3 separate regions of the Mus musculus genome follow, and regions 1 and 3 are each linked to region 2. A link is a contact called in public HiChIP or PLAC-seq data. All regions are on one chromosome and are shown on one strand. Each heading gives the region's core, a stretch centred on a gene start, on an enhancer-like site or on the middle of the called end of the contact. The rest is flanking DNA. Distances are from core to core; before and after follow the strand shown. Region 1 has its middle 33 kb from the start of Gm28380. Region 2 overlaps Twist2 (twist basic helix-loop-helix transcription factor 2). Region 3 has its middle 18 kb from the start of Gm28380.

Region 1 (4,311 bases), core at 709-3,208, 250 kb after region 2:
GGATCCCATGATTTACAGAACAGAGGGAGCCATCACGAGAACACAGGAGCCCACTTACGAGGATTCAGGAACCCAACACCAAAGGTACAGGTACTGAAGAACTGAACATGGGGACCAAGAAAGAGGGAACACAGAGACCCAGGACAGAACACAGAAATCAGTAAACCTTGAAATGTAAAGATGTTCCTGGAAACCCTTTCCCCACAGTTAGATTGTAAAGCCAGGAAAAGCTGAGCCCTCTTTGTGGGGAAGCATTTCCTCTGGCTTCTCCCTTTGTCACCTACAGAGTACTCAGTGCCACCCACCTCTTAGCCAATGATTGGTCTCACCCGATGGGCTGTAATCTCATTCTGTCCACTCTACAGATATAGACTGTCACTGCTCAGATCTTGGTCTGCAGGGGGCCCCATTAGCAGATAGGCCTGGAGGGAGCTATTTTTGTTTCTATCCTTGTGTTTAGCCTCTTGTAATTCCTTGAATTTGCTTTATTGTTGTTGTTGTTGTGGTGGTGGTGGTGGTTTTACTTACATAGAATGATACACAAAGACCAACTTCCAAGAGGTGTACATGATGCCTAGAATATATCCAAAGAGCTTCTCTTTTCCTGGGTGGACCTCAGTGGTAGGCCAGAGCCTGTGGTTCACCCAGCAAATAGGGTGGGCAGGCACAAAGGAGGGCTCTAGCTCCACTCAGAGGTCCGCAAGCCAGGCAAGCTCATCCCTGACACAGAATAAAGATCCATCCGGGATAGGCTTGGAGTGGCCCTCGGGGCAGCAGATCTGCCATGAAAAATGGCTCTACCCCACAGACCTCTGGTATGAAGTCCCCACAAAACCATGGGACTCCTTAGGGCCTCTAGTAAATGGCATACACAGACCCATCAGACCATTTATGTATGGTCAGGGTAGGTGACTGGAAACAGAAGATGAAGCAGAAGAGGGCTCAACATCCCTGAGATCAGACATGGCTTCAGAGCAGGAATGATCAGGGAGGGGCCCACAGCATCCAAGAAGCCTGGGTAGGAATGGTAGTAGGAGGGTCAAGCTATGGAGGCTAGGGTGCCAGGCAGGCAAGTGTCCTGAGGCTGGGCCTCCCCTCTTCAAGGTAGTAGAAGTATTCAAGGTACTAGCGAGCATCCATGTAGGAGCAGAACACAAGAGCTGGACCACTCTGAACCACTTCCTTTCTGTCCCAAAGTCTCCCCAAGTGTATGGGTTGAAGACATTTAGAGAATTCTACTCTCTCCCAACAGTATGAACCAGGATGTGAAGCGGGGGAAGGGCCTCCTTGCAACCAACAGTTGTCCTCAAAGCAGTTCTCATCTCTTCTGTCCTCTATCCACAGCCCCTGCTGGCCCCACAGCGACACTGGCTCTGTGGAATCAGAACAATCCAGGGCCCCAGCTTTTAGAATTCTCAGGGCTGGATCAGGCCTTGGCGGGGGGGATAAGGGGGAAATCAGCCCTGCAGTAGAAGGATTCCTTATGTCTAAGTCCTTGGTGAGTTTTTATTGAGAGGAGGCCCACAGACTCCCTCTGGGGAACAGGCCCTACAGGAAGGGAGGCCATGAAAATAGCTGCTGACTGCCATGGTGAGCCGACCTTGCAGGGTGCAGGAGGACCCACAGTCCAGGTCACTCCAGCCCAGCTCCGGGCCTTTCTGAGTGGGGCGGGGAGGGAGGCTTGGGAGGGGAGGAAGTTTGTCAGAATGATGATGGCCAGAGCGCAATATCCACTCAGACTGTGATCAAAGGGCGGCCTCTCCCACTTTTGAACAATTCTAAACACTTTGTAAGAATGTGAACCCCACCCCCAGCCTCAGCCATGTAGGCCAAAGGTGAGGCTAATGAGAGGCAACTTTTGGAAAGTCTTTTGTGGGATGTGGGGCATCATGGGAAGGAGGCCCTGGCCCACTGAGCAGTGTTTAGGAACCTGTGCCAGCTAAAAGCTGACTCAGACCTTATCCAGGATGATATCACTAAACGTGAGCCACAAACCACAGGCCTTTATACAGGCCACCATCTGTCCACCCTCCCTCAAGTCCAACTTTCTATGTTGTTCTGGAAAAATCCTAGTATCCAAAGGTCACCTCTATTATGAGGATTAGGCGTCCCTTGAGGTCCACAGGCCCCAGAACATTAGAATCCAAGAGAGTCAGAGTCCATCCGGTGTGTGACTGAGCATCCCTACTCTGCAGAGCAAACAACAAACCCCAGCAAGACACTTCCATTGTCTGTCCAGAAGGACAGGACACACTGCCTCCCCTACCAGCTCCAACAGCATCTGTACAATCAAACCAGCTTCATGCAGCTGCTACCCGACTCACTGGAGATACAAAAAAAAAAAAAAAAAAAGAAAAAAAATGTGTCTGTGTCTCAGCTCCAGACCAACCCCCACCATCTCCTTGCTCTCCTCAGGGCAGCAGGCTGATTTAAGTCCCACTCAGCCCTAAGATAGCATCATCTACCATGCTCATGGGTAACCCAGGTTAGCACCAGCACAGCCACTGGAAGACACTGTCAACACACCATAAGAACCTACCGAGTCCTTCAGCAATGGGCACTCCTGCATGGAAAGGGAGGTGTAGGAGACCAGGCTCCATCCCCAGTCCCCATACCCAAGATTCTAGCAATGAAAACAACGTTCGGGAATATACACATAGGTTTGGGTATGCTTGTGTAAGGAGTTGGACAAATGAGAGTGTGGTGTAGGGTGTGTGTATGTGGGTTATACAAGATGTGTGATATATGTAATGTGATATAGAATGAATGTGTGTGTCATATAGGGTATGTAGTACACATACAGTATGTGTGGAATGGTATGTGTGTGGTATATATGGCATGTGAAATTGGTGTGTGTGGTATGAGTAAGTCAGTATGTTATATGGTATATGTAATATGGGTGAATATATATGCTACATGATGTTTATATTCACTGGTGTGTGGTATATGATATATGTGATATATGGTATGAGAATATGGTAATTTCAGAAGCAAATGTGATATATGTTGGGGAATGGGGGTTGTGGGGTTGTTTATGCTATTTATGGTATATAAGTGAGGAGTGATCATTATATGTAGCTGTAGGATATTCAGAGCATATAGTATGTGGTGTGTGGGCTATGTTTTGTATTTAGTACATATGGTATATATTGTTATAGTAAATGTTATGTGTGATGTAGGAGTGAGTAACCTTGGTGGGTATAGTGTGGTATAGTAATTGTGATAAATCCCACATGTGTATGTACAGTGTGTGTGTGTGTATGTGTGTGTGTGTGAGAGAGAGAGAGAGAGAGAGAGAAAGAGAGAGAGAGATTGGTGTGGCTTATGGTGTGTATATACAGGGCATGCAAAGTGTATGTAAGGGAAACTGTCAAGAGTATGGAGAACATTGTGTATATGGCACATATGATATGGATTGGGGAGGATATGGGACTTGATGAATGTTTGTAGTGTGCATGATTGTGGGGGTAGAGTGTAGAGGGTATGGGGTATATGGATTAGAGGGCTATGATGTATACATGCTAAATATGAAATATAAATACATATATACATATACATATGTACATATGTGCATGTCTATGTAAATATACATATACATGCACATATGTACATATGTGTGTATGTATACACATAAATGTATGTATGCATGTGTATACACACACATACACTCCCTGGGGAGCAAAGGGTCCATTTGGCTTCCATGTCTGGATCACAGTCCTTCATTAGGGGAACCAAGACAGGAACTCAGGGCAGACACTGAAGCAGAAGCCATAGAGGAACACCCTTTACTGACCTGCCTTCTACAGCCTGCTCAGCTTGCTTTCTAATATAGCCCAAGGCTACACTGGGCTGAGCCAAGTGCTACCATGGATTTGCCTACAGCATGATAACTAAGTGAGACCCTGAGCCTAATAAAGAGGGTTGGTGGTGTAGCTTACTGGTAGAGAGCTGACCTGGCATACATGAACCAAAGCCATGTTCTTAATAAAAAAATAAACCGGGGAAGCATGTGTGGTCTCCCCAGTATAGGGTAAAGTGGGTAGCAGAAGGAACTCTCTCAGGGTGGGGTCAGTGCTCAGTGAGAGGTGGCAGTCCAGGCTTCCCTAACAACATACCCTCACACTCAGCAAATGGTGCAATGTGAATCTATTCTCTCACAGCTCTGGGGGCTGGAAGTGCAAGACCATCATGCCATGCGGCCAGCCACCTGTGAGAGCAATCATCTGGCTTCAGCGGTTGACTCCCATTCTGCCCTCACCCAGCTTCTCCGCTGGTGTCTCTTCCTTTTCTTACGTCACCAGCCCGGTGGAT
Region 2 (3,834 bases), core at 55-2,554:
AGCCAAAGTGAAGGCTCTTGTGGGCCCACAGGCTTCTCTTTCTTCTGATGTAGCTTCTGCTATGTTGACACATCATAGGGAAGACTTTTGTCTCTGCAACTGCTGCTGAAACCCAGTTCTGTCTAATAGCGGTGTACATGGGATAGAGGAATCAGGACTCAGCTAGACACAGGCTCTCCCAGGTGGATGTCTCTACCATCCATGAAGCTCCTGCTTACCATCTGCTCAGGCTTCATGCATCTTATGCATGTATGTATGTATGTATGTATGTATGTATGTATGCATGCACGTAAATGTTTTCTTTTTTAATTATGTGTATGCCAGTGTGCATGTGGGTATAAGTGCCCATGGAGGCCAGAAGAGGTTGCCGGAGCCCCTGGAGCTTGTGTTTTTGATGGTTGTGAGCTGCCTGGCATGGGTGCTGAGAACAGAACTTCAATCGTCTGCAGGAACAACCAGTGCTCTTCACCGCTGCACTTACTTTTGAGATAAGGTCTCACTGTGTTTCTGAGGCTGGCCTGGTCCTTACTATGTAATTGAGGCTGGCCTTGGACTTTATTTACATATTTATTTGCTGGGGGTGTTTTTGGGTGCACATATGCATGCAGGTGTGTGTGCACATGTATGTAAGTAGGGCGGGTCAGAGTGCTCTTCTTCAGTTGCTCTCTGCCTTATCTTTTGAGGCAGATCCCTCCCCGGATCTCCCAGTTACTTTTGAGCCCTCGGGACCCTCCTGTCTCTGCCTCCACGGTGCTGGGATTGAAAACACTTTTACCACGTCACCCAACTTTTGCGTACAGGTTCAAGGGGTTGAACCTGGGTCCTCATGTTCCTGCAGCAAACACTGCCAGCCGAGCCAGCTCCCAGCCTCTTACGTTCACTTCCGTGTTCCTGCTGGGATTGCAAGTGAACACCAGCACACTTGGCTGTGTCTCCTAATAGTGAGCTTCTTGGCAGTAGTAGTAGACAGCAGTTAGCTTGTAAGGGGCACAGATGACCACTGGGTTTCTTTCTTTCTTTCTTTCTTTCTTTCTTTCTTTCTTTCTTTCTTTCTTTCTTTCTTTCTTTCTTTCTCTCTTTCCAGAGTTATGGAGCTGGAGACCTGAACTCTAACCTGAAGCCTGGGCCTTTCCTGCATCCATTTCCCTCCAAGCCCCGACAGTGCTAGAGCCCATGACCAGCCACCTCCTTTGTCTGTCTTTATTGCATCAGAATCTTCTAAAGTAAACTTTCACCCAGCCAGGGCTGTGCAGGGCCAGAGGGCTTTGCCAGGGATCTGTGAGGTAACTTTCCATCTGTTTATTTATGCTTTGCTACTTGGGGACAGGGGGAGAAAGGCACAGGGACCTAGGAGTCCCAGAAGCTAAGCAGAGTGGCTGACATCATGGGAATTTGTATGGCCTGACTCACGCTGTCCCCTGGTGAGGGAGTAGAAGTTCACAAAGTGCCTTTGGCTCCTGTGTCACCAGGAATTTGCAGTGTTGCAGCGGCTGGAAGCCCAGCCCTTACAGATGGTGTGAGATCCCACAGTTTCCAGCCACATGGAGCACACAGCCACAGGGACTCTCTAAGGAAATGTTGGTCAGCATCACAGAGTTTTCCAAATTTCCTCTTTCATCTCTTGGCCAAGTCTACCTTTATCCAGTGGTGGAATGGCTGGAACTCTTCTGTCCCAGTGGGCAGTACAGTCAGAGGGGTCCTGAGATGACCTTTTCTTCTGCTAAGTCCTGAAGGGGACATCCCCCCATCCTGTCCTCAAGGCTCCTTGAGAGACTTCTGACTGCCATGTTTCAACCCAGTGAAGAAAAATGGAACTGAGTCCTCTGTGGCCCAGGAGAGTGACAGATACCAGCTGCCCTGCCTCCCTCCCTGGTTTGCCCTGACAGATCAAACCATCTCAAAAGAGGCGATGCCAACAACTGTCTTTCATAGCTGGAGCCGTCTAGTGACAAGAACACTGTAAATCCACTCAGGCTGTGATAGGCTGTGGTTCTTTGTCCTAGAGCCGGTGCCTTCCCTGTGGATTTCATTTCTGCTTCTCTGGGACGTTATGAACAGAGTCTCCGTGAGGACAGCTGGTCACAGGGAGGGGACTGGTGTGATAAAGAGACCGTGAAACCCAGAACATAGATGTGAGGGTCCACCCACATCTGGAGGATAAGTCAGGGAATCCAGTGCTACGCGGACCCAGTTGATCACCGTGATAGAACAAGCTTTGTGGACATCAAAAAGCATGATAGAAGAGCATACTGTGCTTATAGCCACAGTATTCATGAAAGTCAAAAGTGGGAAGCTGTACAACATGAAATATCATTTAGCCTTAAAAAAATGAAATCTTGGCATAGCTGTAACCTGGGTGGACCATGAGGCATATGCTAACTGAAGTAAGCTAGTTACAGTGATAAATCCTGTGGAATTCCTGTCATAGGAGGTCCCCAGAGGCAGGAACTAGAATGGCACCAAGAGCCAGGGCAGGAGATGGGAGTTAGTGTTTAATGAGGGTGTAGAGGCGGGTGCTTCTGACGGTTGTTACAGTGTGTGATGAAATTACTCACCTAGCAAACAGTGCAAGCTTGATCAGTGCCACAGAACCACACACCTAAACACTGTAAGGATGGCAACCTTTACATTGTGTTTTATAATTACAAACACGGAGATATCTCTGCCATGGTAACTGGAAAGCAAAGGACCCATGGTCAGGGTCTCAGCAACAGGCCTTGACCATCTTCACGCCCTCTCTAACTTTTTGGCATCACGTCCTTAGAATAGTCTCCAGTCAGAGTTCCTGGATCAGTTGTAGGTGTTCCGGGTCAACTTTGTGTCCTCGAGTGCCAAGGTCAGCCCAAGGTAAAGCCATTTCTTTTACCATCTGAACTTTAGCCCAGGGAAATGGTGTTCTAGGTAAGACCTGGCTAGGCCATGGTCTGTACTGTAGGCCAGGGCTGGGGGGCCAAGGCAGTGTGGAGGTTTGGTGGGTCAGGAGAGTGACTGTATGGATGGCAGGTCTTCTAGCAATTTCTAACCTGAATCAGAGCTACTGATTTTCAAAAGAGAGGGCTGAGTCTGTACATCAACCAGAGGCTGTGTGTGCACTGAAATCTGGCATCTACCTACCTGTACATAAAGAGAAGGAGAGGCATACCCAGGGAGCAGACGTGGGGTGCCAGCACATGCCCACAAAACTTCTAATATTAGGACAGTTAGCTCGACAGGTGACCAATGCATCTACAGAAATCTTCATGGCATGGACTCATGGCCTGATACACACTGGGGACAGTTTAGAATGGCCAGTCTTACTGATGGAGTCAGGCTCTTGGTCCTTGTGACTTTGAGGGGTTTGTGAAGTGGGAAGCAGGCAAGTTGTTCATCCACAGACCAGTGACTATGAATAATGCTGTACAACATTAAATATGATTTAGCCTTAAAAACTGAAATCCTGGCATAGCTGTAACCTGGACGGACCTTGAGGCATATGCTAACAGAAATGGCTCTCAAGCCTGATGGAAGAGACAGAGGACTGGAAAGACAGGGCTCTCAGTTCCCTCTGGGACGTCTGTGATGCTCCTTCTCTGGGTACCTGAAGAGGCTCCTCCACGACCAAGCCATCTCTCAAATGCTTGCTGTTGTTTGATTGTTTGGCTTTGCTAGAAGCTTCCTCCTGGGGGTGGGGGGGTGAGGTGGACTCTCACAGTGGCTGGCATTTGTGTATCACTGAAGGTCAGCCGTGTTGTGGAGTATCTCATGGGCTTTCTTTTCATTTCTTTCTCTTTCAAGGAATGTCTATCCAAACTTTCAGCTCATTTTAATTGTTGAATCTTTGGAATTATTTATATA
Region 3 (3,762 bases), core at 1,100-3,599, 200 kb after region 2:
GGGGGAAACTTTATGAATGGAAAAAGTAATGTTCAACCTCTGGACAAATTTGCAGGAAAAAGAAGAGGGTTGGGGGGTGCAATTTATGGTCCCCAGTGCACGCCAGCTCAAGAAGGTGCAGAAGCTACTTGGCGCAGGGCCCACCTGCCGCCTGCAGCTTTGAAAAACAACTTCCTGTCAATAAATGTGAATAAACGTTTGGACTCATCTTCAAAGTGATGAGCTTTGCTGCAAATGCATTCCTGCACACGGAGGGAACGGGCCGTTCGCGGGCTCTGGCACCGGGGAGGGTTTATAACAACCTCCCAGGACCGCCTGGGAAAAGGCACCACGGGGTGCACAGTCTGAGATGCCAGGCCAGGAGGGAACATGAATGTCTCTCCACTGGGCTCACTCTGCCCAGCCAGCAGAGGTCCTGGAGACAGCCATCTGCTTCAAGAGTGGTACTGCCTCCCTGGCCTGGATCGGGAGGCTATGCCTCCTCCAGCCCCATCTGCATTTTGGAGGGAAAAGAAAGATATGGTTTCCATGAAGGGCAAAGGCACGTGCTGTGTTTCTGGCCTTGTTATTTTAATGAAGAAGGCAATCAGGAGTCTGAGAGTGGGGACAAGAACGAGTGATGTTTGCCCAGGTACCCGCACTTTACCCCAGGTGAACCCAGCACCTTTTCCACCCCCTACTCAACCTCTAGCTCACATTTGTGAGGAGAGGGTCCTGTAGGGGACGCTGCAGCTCTCCTAGGCCAACGGTGCCTTTCTAGGTATGAACGAAGCCAAGTGGTCCCTTTGGAGAAGGGGTTGCTCTCATTCCAACAGGAAATCTCTGGTCTTAGTAGGAGTCAAGTCATCACCAGTGCCAGCCAAGAGTGGAACTCCCCGACCTTTTATAACTTTCTGAATTCTTCTAACTGTAGTAAAATAGTTATTTGTATGCTGTATAATATATGCAACATTTCATTGAAGTGTCGTGAGTCTTTAAAATAGGATCCAATGCTTTCTGGAAGCAAGGACGGTGAGCAAGACCAAACAGGAGTCCCCTGCAAGAGCCCAACTGATGTCATCTGGGGCTGCAGCACATACCACGGCCATCTAGAGCAGCATTTTCAGCCTTCCTTTATTACAGTTCCTCATGTTGTGGTGACCCCCCATCCATAAAATTATTTTCGTTGCCACTTCATAACTGTAATTCTGCTACTGCTATGAATCACAATGTAAATATCTGATATTTCCAATGGTCTTAGGCGGCCCTGTGAAAGGGTGGTTCAATCCCCCCCCCCCGGGGGGGGGGTCTTGACCCTTTGCCTTAAGGCAATCAAGACAGTCACACATACACACACACACACACACACACACACACACACACACACACAGAGAGAGATGCCTGCAGGCTCATCTGATCTACAGGATCCCTCACTGAGACTCTCATTCCCGATGATTCTAGCTTGTGTCAATCTGACAACCACCATCAACCATCACACCACCCAACCGTGAAACACTTCCTCCACACTCTTCGACCGCACAAGCATCGGTCCCAACAAAGCAACGCCTGGTTCTGGAGTCAACGGTTCATAAAGTCACTGGGTGCTGACCTGGGGAAGACAGAGCCCACAGTAGACTGACAGACAATTTGATGTCCCTACAAGCCTCTGGTCATAAAGCAAGATGGAAAAGGTGGTGAGGGAGGGGGTGTGGGTGAAAAATCAAGGTATTAAGATAAGATGCGATTATATTAGACTCTCAGTAACTTAAACAATTGCTGTTCTTCGTGCGTGATGAGAAAATGGTCAGGGAAGAGAGCTGGGGAAGAGACTACAGGCAGAGAGGGAGCCCTGAGGACCAGGCAGAGGAAACCCTAGCATACATGTGAAAATGCTGTGAGTGAGCCTGTCACTTTGTATGCTAATTAAAAATAAAATATGTAAAAAAAAAAAAAAAAGACTGTTCTTGGGGGGGGGGGGGGCACATCACAGGGAAGTACTGTGAGTCACAGTCACAGTGCAGAGAGGCCTTGTCTCGCCAGGGTCTTTTCGCATGTCAGCATGGGTATTAAAAACAAGCTGTGCTGCCTGAGGACCAGAGTGGCTGGAGCCTTGAACTTGGCCATGTTAGCGCTCCTCCCACCCCTACATTAGAGAGCGCACCTCGTAAAACCACCTGACAACGTCATTTGCAAAAGGAAATTCTTTAAGATAAGAAAACCAAATAAATCGGCTCATACATTTTTATTTAATTTCCGAACTTTGTTTAATCTTTAACCCTCGTAAATTAAGTCCTTTGAGTAATATAACTCAGGCTCAAAATCAAAACACAGTTATTGTCTACTTGCCTTGAGAAGGTGCCATCTCCCCCTTCTCTCTGCCTGCCTGCCTGCACTTCAAGCTCATGCCTGTGGTATGAAACACATGGACTCAGCAGTTAAGAGCACTGGCTGGTCTTCCAGAAGACCTGAATTCGGTTCCCCGCACCCTCGTGGCAGCTCAAAACTATCTGAAACTGCAGGAAACTGGGGATCCCCCAGGCACAGGGTACACACATGGTACACAGAGATATAGGGAAAATTCTCACATGCACATAATAATAATAATAAATTCTGACACTTGCTAGTAACAGTGCACAGTATGACATTTCTTTTTTTAAATTATTTTCTTTATTTGCATTTCAAATGTTATCCTCTTTCCTGGTTTCACCTCTGAAAACCCCCTATCTCCTCCCCTCTTCCCCTACTTCTATGAGGATGATCCCCACCCATCCACCCACTCCTGCTTCCCCATCCTGGCATTCCCCTACACTGGGTCATCGAGCCTTCACAAGACCAAGGGCCTTGATGCCCAACAATGCCATCCTCTGCTACATATGCAGCTGGAGCCATGGGTTAATAAATGTGTACTCTCTGATTGGTGGTTTAGTCCCTGGGAGCTCTGGGGGGTGGGGGTCTGATGTATTGCTTGATGGTTTATTTTTATTTTAAAAAAATGCCACTGTGCACACTAGGGGGCTACTTATCCAAACACAGAAAACATCCAGTGTTGACCAGGATGGGGAGATAACAAAGGCGTGTGCGCTACTCCAGGAATGAACATCAGAGTAGCTACTGAGAACAGCAGGTCAGTCCCCAGAGTTAAATATAGTGAGTGTCACTGTGTTCCAGCAACCCTGCATCTGGACATTCACCCAAAGAACAGAACAGGGCTTTGAGCCCGGCACACCCAGCTCAACAGCGTTATCACCAACAGCAGAATGAGGGATAAGCTACCTGTCCAGTGAATGGATACACTGTGTAGTAGGCATGCATTGTGGACAGTCACTCAACCTTGAAAAGGAGGACATGGTGACAACCTCTAACAGGATCTAGAGGGCGTTGTGCTCAATGAAGCCATCCACACAGGCGATCGCTGCAAGATGCCCCTCAAGCTGGGTCTGCAGTGCAAGTCAATCCACAAAGATCGCCAAAGGGTAGCTGGGGAGGGTAAGGCAGGAAGGGGGCATTGCCCAACAAGTTCAAAGCCTCCAAATGTTGGGACAAAGAACTCTGTCGATGGAGGGTTAGGGGAGGTGGATGCTCCTTGGGGGATGGAAACCTAACATCTCTGGGCCATGTACTTAAAAATAGGCATGGGGTAGATTTGATGTCTTGGGGTTTTGCAACATATAAAAGAAACACTTGGTATAACACATCCTCTCTGCCTCCTGCTGGTTGTTTCACCTGATTAAACTATAGGGACTTGGCTGCACCTGTACCTATCAGAATTAAAGCTGAAACAAA

Evidence for each region. HiChIP or PLAC-seq counts read pairs in DNA pulled down with a chosen protein or histone mark.
Region 1: a contact with region 2 is called in an HNF4G HiChIP or PLAC-seq map of pancreatic cancer cells. The contact joins two enhancer-like sites. A contact is called at or near these places in 2 of 15 datasets of contacts at CTCF or cohesin (the NIH/3T3 cell line and stem cell-derived epiblast-like cells), 12 of 484 Hi-C or Micro-C datasets (the G1E-ER4 cell line, the HL-1 cell line, the N1E-115 cell line and 4 more), 2 of 115 datasets of contacts at active chromatin or transcription factors (embryonic stem cells and pancreatic cancer cells) and 1 of 9 other capture datasets (embryonic stem cells).
Region 3: a FOXA1 HiChIP or PLAC-seq map of pancreatic cancer cells shows a contact between it and region 2. The contact joins two enhancer-like sites. A contact is called at or near these places in 3 of 484 Hi-C or Micro-C datasets (embryonic stem cells, liver and nephron progenitors), 1 of 115 datasets of contacts at active chromatin or transcription factors (pancreatic cancer cells) and 1 of 9 other capture datasets (embryonic stem cells).

Annotation. Positions count from the first base shown.
Region 1 is chr1:91,575,703-91,580,013 of GRCm38.p6, reverse strand. No RefSeq gene overlaps it. Among named protein-coding and RNA genes, the nearest start is that of Gm28380, 33 kb to the left of the region's middle. Within about 2 kb of position 1,958, at least 25 of the 459 cell types and tissues checked have an H3K27ac peak or open chromatin away from gene starts, as enhancers often do. A contact at or near this core is called in the HL-1 cell line, the NIH/3T3 cell line and pancreatic cancer cells, where this site is marked.
Region 2 is chr1:91,821,216-91,825,049 of GRCm38.p6, reverse strand. The region is part of intron 1 of Twist2 (twist basic helix-loop-helix transcription factor 2); the gene reads right to left. The region is part of intron 1 of Gm46117 (a long non-coding RNA gene); the gene reads left to right. Among named protein-coding and RNA genes, the nearest start is that of Gm46117, 8.2 kb to the left of the region's middle. Within about 2 kb of position 1,304, at least 72 of the 459 cell types and tissues checked have an H3K27ac peak or open chromatin away from gene starts, as enhancers often do. A contact at or near this core is called in the HL-1 cell line, the NIH/3T3 cell line and pancreatic cancer cells, where this site is marked.
Region 3 is chr1:91,626,883-91,630,644 of GRCm38.p6, reverse strand. No RefSeq gene overlaps it. Among named protein-coding and RNA genes, the nearest start is that of Gm28380, 18 kb to the right of the region's middle. Within about 2 kb of position 2,349, at least 4 of the 459 cell types and tissues checked have an H3K27ac peak or open chromatin away from gene starts, as enhancers often do. A contact at or near this core is called in pancreatic cancer cells, where this site is marked.